2 separate regions of the Mus musculus genome follow, and region 1 is linked to region 2. A link is a contact called in public HiChIP or PLAC-seq data. All regions are on one chromosome and are shown on one strand. Each heading gives the region's core, a stretch centred on a gene start, on an enhancer-like site or on the middle of the called end of the contact. The rest is flanking DNA. Distances are from core to core; before and after follow the strand shown.

The links. HiChIP or PLAC-seq counts read pairs in DNA pulled down with a chosen protein or histone mark.
Region 1: a contact with region 2 is called in an H3K4me3 HiChIP or PLAC-seq map of bone marrow-derived macrophages, with 4 times the contacts expected there. The contact joins the enhancer-like site here to the promoter of Maml2 in region 2. A contact is called at or near these places in 1 of 39 promoter capture datasets (neural stem cells), 1 of 15 datasets of contacts at CTCF or cohesin (CD8 T cells), 10 of 484 Hi-C or Micro-C datasets (CD8 T cells, the G1E-ER4 cell line, LSK cells and 6 more), 21 of 115 datasets of contacts at active chromatin or transcription factors (the 230-238 cell line, CD8 T cells, the HPC-7 cell line and 16 more) and 2 of 9 other capture datasets (adipose tissue and liver).

Annotation. Positions count from the first base shown.
Region 1 is chr9:13,542,312-13,547,431 of GRCm38.p6, forward strand. All of the region lies in intron 1 of Maml2 (mastermind like transcriptional coactivator 2), which reads left to right. Among named protein-coding and RNA genes, the nearest start is that of Gm51666, 66 kb to the right of the region's middle. Within about 2 kb of position 3,635, at least 26 of the 459 cell types and tissues checked have an H3K27ac peak or open chromatin away from gene starts, as enhancers often do. A contact at or near this core is called in the HPC-7 cell line, bone marrow-derived macrophages and microglia, where this site is marked.
Region 2 is chr9:13,294,964-13,299,960 of GRCm38.p6, forward strand. It overlaps Maml2 (mastermind like transcriptional coactivator 2), which reads left to right and starts at 2,995. Exons shown (of 5, transcript NM_001013813.3): 1 at 2,995-3,598. The coding sequence starts at 3,101.

The DNA of each region.
Region 1 (5,120 bases), core at 2,385-4,884, 250 kb after region 2:
CATGGTCCATCCTTTCATTTCAGCTCCAAACTTTGTCTCTGTAACTCCTTCCATGGGTGTTTTGCTCTTTTATTATTATTATTTATTTTATTTTATTTTATTTTATTTTATTTTATTTTATTTTATTTTATTTTATATATATGAGTGCACTGTAGCTGTCTTCACACAAACCAGAAGAGGGAGTTGGATCCCATTACAAATGGTTGTGAGCCACCAGGTGGTTGCTGGGAATTGAACTCCGGACCTCTGGAAGAACAGCTGGTGATCTTAACCACTGAGCCATCTCCCCAGCCCAGTTCACATACTCTTTTCTTAGCAGCTTAACTATGCTCCACTCAGACTGGAATGTGCCAGTCCCAGATGACTATTAGTGTGTCACCTAGTGAGGCCATCATACATAAGTTTAGTTTCAGTAACCATTGCTCCAGATGGTGTCAACTCTTGCATGATGCTTGGCCGAGAGGCACCGTTCTTTGCCGTGTTAGCTTGTTCTTAGCATGTTATAAATATGTGGTAGGGTAGCAACAGATGAGAAAAAGGGGAAGTTTTAGGAATGAAATTTTTACTTGGTTAAAATTCACTAGACTCATGGAATGTTTGTATAGATCCAAGCAAAAAAATAGGCAATATATATTGTTGTAAATACAATCCTGATCTGGAGGTTGGCCACCCCAAGTCACCGCTCAGAATACAAAGCACTGACAAGGATGAGACACGGTGATCTTATGTGGATTCTGCCTTAAAAGACTCCCATGAACAAGCACTAGCCTGGTAGAATCCTAGCCAAGCATTTGCCTCCCAGAGCAGTTGCATAGAGACAGCAAAAGCACAAGAGGCTACAACTGCATGACAATTTACCTTAACACACGAGCCTTTCAACAACGACATTTAGTTGTGCTTTGAGCCCATAATCTGGGCAGGCTGTAGGTGTGAGTTAGCTCCATTTGGCTTCCGGTGGAGCTCAGAAGTCTGGGAGCTACAGTCATTTGAAAGCACTCACTGTCGCCTGTGAGTGTTGCCTCGGACTGTCACTGAGACTGTCGACTGAGTGCTGTGTGCTTTCTATAGCAGCCTTGCACGTCACATAGCATCCCGTGCATTCTCCACCACTGAGCAGAGAAAGCAAATGCTATGACTCTGAGGAGAAAGGACACAGAGTTGAACACTGATCAGTGAAGAAGACACTGTGAGCCCTGGTGAGCCAGACATTTTACTTTAAAGGTAAGATCATTGTCACAACATGCAGTGCTCTGTCGCCGGGCAGAAATAAAACGTTAGGCAAAACAGTACTGACGTGGCAGACACACGGACTTAAGTGCTCTGGGACAAAAGAAGACAATGCCTTTCTCTGGGTGCTGACTAATCAAATTCAGGCATATGTGCAGCCCAGAGTCCTGTAAAGATAATCGTTCCTTTGGACAACAGCTATTAAAAGTGGGTTCTTTGTTCGGAACAGTGTTAGAGTTCCATGCAGAATTATGGGTTGTCTGTTGTAAGAGAGGCCCATTGGTCTTGCAAACTTTATATGCCTCAGTACAGGGGAACTCGAGGGCCAAGAAGTGGGAGTGGATGGGTAGGGGAGTGGGGGAAGGGGATGGGGGAGTTTTGGGATAGCATTGGAAATGTAAATGAAGAAAATACCTAATTAAAAAAAAAAAGAAATTGTCTTGCTTAGAAATTCCTCCATCCTCCTGCTCTCTTCTTAAAACCTAATCTATATTAGAGTTCACAGAAAAACTGGGTACCACACACCACAGAGAGGCACACGGGACAATTAACACTTACCTCTCGGAACACTGGTGGTAATTAATAAGAAACCACTACAACGGGCTGTGTTTTTATGTTTCCCACAATCAGACGTGACTAAAGCTGGCTTCTTGTCTCCTTGTATTCGTGGCTGTGGGGGGCACCTGGAACCACTGGCTGCTGGCCTCCACATCTCCCTTCACAGGGAAAGCACTCCTGCAGCCATTTGCCTAACATTCCCGAGGGCCTCAGATGTTTCTCAGACGCTGATGACTCACTGCATAGTAAGGTCATCCCTGAAAACTCACGGAGATAAATTTCACTTTTCAGACCAAAAGTGTTTATCCCGCCACTGACTCTGCCTTCTGACCCATGTCAGGGTGGCTTCACAGAGGTGGCCATTCACTTTGTCGGGTCACTTTTTCTTGATTCTGCTCCACAGGCATAAAAATCACCCCACTGATGGGAAAACTGCCCTTATAGTGGCAGCGACCTCTGAGTATCCCGAGTCCAGCGGTGTGTCTTTAATCCCCTCTAACCCTGTCTGGGAGAGCTGCACAGGCCCACCAGTGTCTCCCATTGGTCTTCTAAGCACCTTGAATGTTTGCCTGTAATTTCTGCATGCTTTGATGTTCTAGCCTAGCACGTCAGCAAAAAGAGAAAAAATGAAAAATCCCCATAAAAGATGGCTAATTTAATAGTATCATTTATTTTTCTTTAATTTGGAGCAATTGCAACTGTGGGCCTCAACAGCATTTCGAATTGCATACCAGATGAGGCTCTTACTTAAACACAAAGAAATGGACACACACAGACAGACACACCATACTCAACAAAACAGAAAGAAAGACACATACCCATGTGCATACATATAGACAGACAGTCACAAACACACACACAAATGAAGCTAACATCTCAGAGTATTTGGTTTTCCCTACTTCCTTTAACACAAGGGCAGTAACTATTCCCAAATAATGTTTCCTATCTTAAATATTCTTTGCTCTTTCATCCCTTATTCCTTTGTTGTTCCATGAATATACTTTTGAAGAAATGGGCTTTGGGTTACTGATAATTTCAGAATAAATGTGTCCACTGAATGCAAAGATATTCAAAGGTAATAGAAATGGACCCCACAACCTGGATGCTCCTTTCTAAAAGAGCATGTATTATTTCTAAGTTTATTTTATGGCCTAGGAAGCCTCAGGTCCAAATTAAAACCTAGCTCCATACATTGTCAGAACTTGGGGATTAAGCATCGACACATCTTGTAGTTGAAGCAGTGACCTGTCACCTGTATGGCTGTCTTCAAATACTCCTAATGATATTTTGGAGGAAAAAAAAAAGTCCCTCATTACCACATGAGTTGGGAGAAAAAAATGAACTCACAGATCACCAGCATCTCTGCTCCTCTCCCCATGTCATCCCTGTCCTGTTGGGATGCGGTTCAGTTCCCAGGAGACTGGAATGCCCCTGAAAATTGACAGTCACATTCTATTATAACATATTTTCCCCATTTAATAACATGGCCTAGGTAATGACTCATAACCCTCAAAGGACCTCCTGCCACTGACAGCTGAACTCAAGTAATTGAGAGCACCATGCAATTTGGCAGTGACTGCACCTTTATGGTTGGATCAAGCATTAAAGCAACAGTATATCTGGATAGGCTTTCAGTAAAGTGACAGCCTCGTGATGCGTTTCTGAATCCGTTTTACATGTGTAACTCTGGTGTCCCCAGATTGTGTAGCCTAGAATAGGGCTATGAGTGCTTACTCTATTCCATTGTAAATCTATTACAGATAGGGACATTTCCTCTTTCTCATCTCTGTCATTTCAGTGTCGGGATTATAGAATGTAACCTTGGCATAGAGTGTGCTCAGTCATCATTTTCTCTTCCTCTTCCTATGTCGGTTGGGTATACAGACTTTGACAGGAACCACCACCTATCAACATCAGGACAACCACATTCTCTAACAGCCGTGTAAGCCCTGTGTGTATTAACATGACTTATTTACTCATGCAGCCTCAATGTGTATAGCTGCTTCCTTCCTACTCCCTGATGGTTTCAGTTAGGACTTCTTGAGACATTTCCACAAATGTCCACATCCATCCTTCTCATGAACACAGCTCATATAGCTAGAGTCGGCCTCACTTTTGACTTCTCACTGGCATCCTCAGAGAATCACAGCTTGTTCTGGGACTCTCAGAAGCCTGTACTCTATCTCAAGAGCGTCCCTCCTCCTCACCATTATCAGCACTTCAGCATACAAATACAACCTGGTACTTTAGCCCCTTTTCAGCTTTAAGACATGTCTCCTACATCACTAGGACTGTGCATGTGTGTGTTCATGTTTGTGTTCATGTGTGTGTGTTCATGTTTGTGTTCATGTGTGTGCGTTCATGAGTGCTTCTATTGAAGCATGCGCACATGCACACAGTGCATGCAAAGTCTAGAGATCCATATCCGATGTCTTATCAATCAAACTCCAGTTTGTTTTCTGGCCCCACTAATTCTGCTGCACTGGTTGGCCTGAGATGCTCCAGTGATCCTTGTGTCTCCCCTCCCCAGCTCTGGATTACACATATTCTGCTAGCCCCATATGCTTACACATGTACTGGGATCAAGCTCAGGTCCTCACACTTGAGCAGCAAACACTTCAACAACTGAGTCACATCCTTATTGCCTCAAGGCTAACTTTGTTCCTTGGCATGTCTATATATATATATATATATATATATATATATATATATGCCGCATGCATCTGGTATATTTCAATAAGCATTCAGTAATTAATAGTATAGTCATTTCTGAATTAAACCTTGAATATGTAATTCCATCAATCAGAGTTATAGCACATATTAAGCTATCACCTGTGTGGGGTCATCATGGAGGCAAGCAAAGGGCAGTTTTCCAGGAAGTTGAACTTGGCTTCAAGTCCAAGCTTTGACATGTTGTGTGACAGATCTTTCTTGGGCAGTTGCAATAACCACAAATCTACTCATGCCCAAAATGGAACCCATGTCAGACCAAAGTAACACTTGCAGCAATATCCAAGCTGCCAAGCCAATGAGGTTTTGCTGCAGTTGCTGCCAGGAGCAAAGGTGATGACTGATCAGGACTAACTCAAAGGCAGCTGTAAGAGCAGAAAGCCCACCCCAAAATGCGTAACAACTCCCCTAAAATTGCAGCCCTGAAGTTCCCTACAGTTTGCAGACAGATCCACAGTCCCAATATCTCTCTTTCTGCAGAGTGGCTGCTCGGAGTCTTCACTCCAGCTATTGTTTTCTCCCTTCTATTCTGTTGGGAGAGGGCCTCGAGAATCTTCTAAGCTTTCTTCCCAAATAAGTGAGTGACTTTGTACACCTCTCATTTA
Region 2 (4,997 bases), core at 1,745-4,244:
ATTCCACAGTGTATACATTAATTGAAACAATAGGCCATACCCTAAAACCCTGAACAATTTTATGTCAATTAAATTTTATTTCAATTTAGCAAATTTATTATTCTAGTTTATAATTTATATTCCTAGGAGTAAGAGTAGTTTGTTTGACCAAGTCCTCAACACTGTTAAGACCTGTATTGTCGCAGGCTATTGAGTGAGCACTGTTTTACATTTAAATACTGCAGAGTTGTCTTTTACTGGTTATGGTTGCTAAATATGACAGAAGTAGAAGTTAGTAGAAGTTGCTGCCTACTGAACACTGCTTTCAAAAATGAAATATACGATAGTCAAAAAGCCTTCACTTTTGAATAATTCCTGATGACTCTGTTTCTATTTTTCTTCTCTAACAAATATGGCTCCTTTCTCCACGTGAATGGAGAGGAACTTGGCCTTGAAGAACACAGAGAGAAGGATGTTTCAGAAAAAAAAGGCTAATGTTGTACAGACTGGAGTAGTTGATTCAAAAACAATCCGAGATATTGCAGAATGGAATTATTTAAACAGAGCTAACATGATAGATTAGGGGAAATTTGGGATTAAAGATATTCAACTGGTTAAATCTAAGTCAATAACCCCAAATCCAAAACCCCTGAAATCTGAAATACTTTGAATTCCAAGCATTTTGGATGAGACAAACCCTGTCCTGTCTGAGTGTGCCTGTCTCCATTTCCAACTTAACATCCTGGGGCTTGTGAAAGTGGGCTAAAGTTGGCCAGCCCCCGGGAGATGGAACTGTGGATGAATCCAGGCTTGAGATACATTATTTTTATTTGCTTCTACCCATAGTTCACGTTTGAAGCAGGATCATACTGCTGAAATTCTAGAGTCGCTTAAGTAAATGAAGCTTTGTGTCTGGAAACGTCAGATCCAAATGACTTATAAACTACAGCACTTGAGTTTTTGGTGGTTCTGGCTTCTAATACTATGCCCATCTTAATTTATTCCCTGTAATCGATAAGTACACACTGATTTGTCCAATCTACTTGAGTATTTTACAAGCCACACTATATGAAGATAAGAAATCAAAACCTTTTTTTTTTTGTTGTTATGAATGTTCTTGAAATCATGTGGCATATTATATTTGCCAAGCAGACAGCTACTGACAATACACCTTGTATTTGGTGAATTTTCAAAGGAAAACGATTTTTTTCCTTTCTCAAGATAAGGACAATATCAGCCTCATAAAACGTTTATTTATCCGTGATGATTTATTTGCTCATCAGCTCAAGCCTGTTGCCCAAACTCACTGACTTCCACCAATGGGTCCCCGTAGGAGACAGTGGTGGGCTTCCCTCTCTGCACCTCACAGCACTCACTCACCAACTTCCTCACTGTGCTAATGAGCTTTTCCTCCGTGCTCACCCAGCTCTTGTTGGGGGTGCTCAGTGGTGTCGTTACAGCTTATTGAAAACCGAAAATCATGTCCTCAGGAGGGCTGACTGCGGGCCTGGAAGGGGAAAATACAGTGCCTGTCTGGGAGTTTCTTCAGCATTGAGAGATGCTCAAACCCTTAGGAGGAGACTGGGGAATTTCCCCAGTCTTCCCCCCCATCGCAGCACCCAGGCAGAGGCTGAGCCTAGAGTTGGCGGTAGAGAGATGCCTCTTCAGCCACTGGGAGGCCTCTGCACTCCGTTCCCCGGCGCCTGGCTGCGATTACTCACTGGAGCAGCGGCACCAGCCTTCCACCAGGGAGCCCGAGCTCCCGCCCTCCTCCCCCATCTGCAGCCTGCTGGCTCCCTCTCTCTCTCTGTCTCACTCTCTCTCTCCCTCTCTCTCTCTTTCTCTCCCTCTCGTATCGCAGCACAATGAAAGCCTGTGTTTCGCCGTGAGTCCGAGGAGCGGGAGTCGGTGTCAGGAAAGCGCTCGGAACAGACCTGAAAGAGAAAGGAAAATACAAGCGACTTTTTTCTTCTCTCCCCCCCCCCCACCCGCCCCATCTATAAAGCGAAGCATTACAAGAGATAGAGCCACATTGCCTTTGGGAGTCCAGACCCTCTGAGCCACTGGCCGGGCATGGAATATACAAAACTGGACAGAAAAGTGGCTGGACATGACTCGGTGCAATTTGCTGGAAGTTTGTAAGTTTGACCATCGTTTGTAAATTACTCTCAGAAGACTTTGTCTGTCTTGATACTGTATTAGAATAGAAGTGGGGAGGGGGAGAGGAATAAAAACGTAAGTGGGAAAGGGGGAAATGTGTTGAAGGAGCTCAGTAGCCAGCCACTTCAGACTGCTTTCATTTAAGACTAAGAAACCTAAGAGGGAATCGGGACTTTTGCCGGTGATTGGATTAGCTTGAAGAAAAGAGCATGGTTCTGAAGTCCAATTACTGACGTTGTTAAGACTGAAAAGCTGTCTTCTTTGGGGAGAGGACTACATCCTTCTGTCCCCCCACCCCGAGGAGAAAACACCAACACCGGAGGGAGAGGAAGGGACGGAGAAACCAACATAGTCTTCTCTGATTTCGCACAGTTTGAACATGACTTCGGGAGCCTTGGGAAACAGTCCTGTTGTTTGTTTTTTAACCTGAGGAAAAGTGAAGGCTGCCGGTTCCACAGCCCCCAGGAGAAATGTGTTTCTCTGCAGAAATACCCCTATAAATAATTTCCCGAAGCAGCTAGGTGAGGGGGAGCCCGGATCTCTAGTAATGACTCTATTGATTCCTTTTGCTACGTGCTTCTGCCTCTTCCTTGACAATCCCTGAATTCTTGAACTGTCCCCTAGACTTTGTGTTTACAAAGTACCTAGAGGCTCTTGTCAGCCTGGTGGGGGAGAAAAAAAAATCTACCAACTCCGTCCAACTTCTCCTGAGCTGTCAAATGCAATTAGAGTAAGTTGATCAGGGTTTGTTTCCAACTTCCTCTCTCCAATTGGTTTCTAATCTTTCTCCCCTCCCTCTTGTTACTCGCTCCCCTCCCCCACACCCTCTTCACTGTCTCCCCACCCTCTGGAGACCTCTATTCATGTGCCCTGAACACTGAAACCAGCTTTGCCTGCAATAGCCAGCACCAGCCTCTTGCACCTCACCATCCCAGAGGCAGTAATCATTGTGTCCAACAAGATGGGGGACACAGCGCCCCCGCAGGCCCCCGCAGGAGGGTTGGGAGGGGCTTCTGGGGCGGGGCTCCTTGGAGGGGGCTCAGTCACCCCGAGAGTGCACAGTGCTATTGTGGAACGCCTGCGGGCTCGCATTGCTGTCTGCCGACAGCACCACCTGAGCTGTGAAGGACGCTATGAACGTGGTAGGGCTGAGAGCTCAGACCGAGAGAGGGAGAGCACCATGCAGCTTCTCAGCCTGGTGCAGCATGGTCAGGGGGCAAGGAAGGCTAGCAAACATGCTAAGGCTACAGTCGCGACTGCCACTACCACAGCTCCTCCACCGCCCCCTACTGCCCCTCCTGTGGCCTCCCAAGCGGCAGCCACGGCCCCACCACCTCCACCAGACTATCACCATCACCATCAGCAGCACCGGCTGACCAGTAATGATAACGGTGGGATAAACCGAGAGCAGCCGCCAGCTTCGACCCCGGGGGACCAGCGGAACTCAGCCCTGCTTGCGGTAAGGCACCTGTTTTTCTCCTATGATTCTGGCTGTAGTCATGTGGCCTTTTGCGAAAGTGGTGGCTGTCTTGGCCTCGAATGGAATGGATGGCCATGAAGAAGCCAAGATACCAGTCCCTCAAAAGTTGCTGGGTATGTGTGTGTCGTTGTAAGCTCTCATTCTTAAAGCTACCCGTGCTCATTGTCACTGGACTACACCCAAAGGGTGAAGAGGTAAGAGCCTGGGTTCTCCAGAGGCTCAGAGTCCACAGTTTGTGAAAGAAGACCTTACAGCTGAAAAACCCTTGAGAACCCTCTGCTTTAGCATATTGACTCTGATTAGGCCCAACAAGACATTCTTTACTTGACAGGAACTTAGCTCAGTTGACCTTGTTCATCTTGCCCCATCCTCCTTCCCCTTCTTGTGACCTTCCTCTGGAGTTAAGGGGTGTCTGTGATTGACTATTACTTAACAGTGTCCCCAGAGTTTTAAACAAACATATGGGGAAATACCTCACAGACTACTACAGGAGTGCTTGGGAAGAGGACTACCAGGGTCCTCACAGGCCCCCCCATCCCAGGCCCCAATTCAGTCTTTATTTTGGATCCTCAAATTGAGCACTCACGGAAGCACTGGGGGCTGGTTACTGCGGTTCTAGGAGGCACCATGTCGTCTTCAATCCCTCCTGGTAACAGCACACCAAACCCTAAAGCCTGAGTAAGTTTCTGACTGGAAGTGTTTTCTCAGAGGCTCAGGCAACACCCCCACGCACACATACAGACCCCACAGAGCTTTGAGTCATCATCTTGGTCAGGTGACCCACTGCTGTGGTGTTCCGGCTTCTTCCAAACCGCTAAGCCATTAGCCTTTCCATAGAAGTGGGAAGTCAAGCCCACATGCTTCTCCTGCTAAGCTCCCGAAGTTCTCTGACTGTTCATGGGACAACTGCTGTCTGCCTAAGCCAAGCCTAATGAAAGGCACAGACAGAGAATGGCCATGGGAGCCCCCAAACATTCAGAAAGCCCCAAGGAAGCATGGCACTAAGAAGTTCCTGAAGGAGGAGAAGGCCTGTTCCAGCCAGCCCACGACTTCTTCCTGGCTGCTCTTTCCCATGTCTTTCATCTGCGGTGATTCCCATGGCTCCCAGAAAGCTCTGGGGACTGAGACCGCCGCTCTTCTTCCCCAGAGGGTAAACGTTTTTCTTGGGCTACCTAGAGCTGTGAATCCGAACCCCCAGGTCCAGATGAAAACTACCTATCCATAATTACACTGGCCTGGGCTTTATCCCCGAATGAAACTATTCAGTTTATACTGGAGTTTCTAGGCCTATCTTCCTCTCTTTCCCACCTGCTCCATCCTCACTTCTCCCTGGAATTCCCAGCTAAGGGGAAGTTTGTCTTCTGGAAGAGAGATGCTG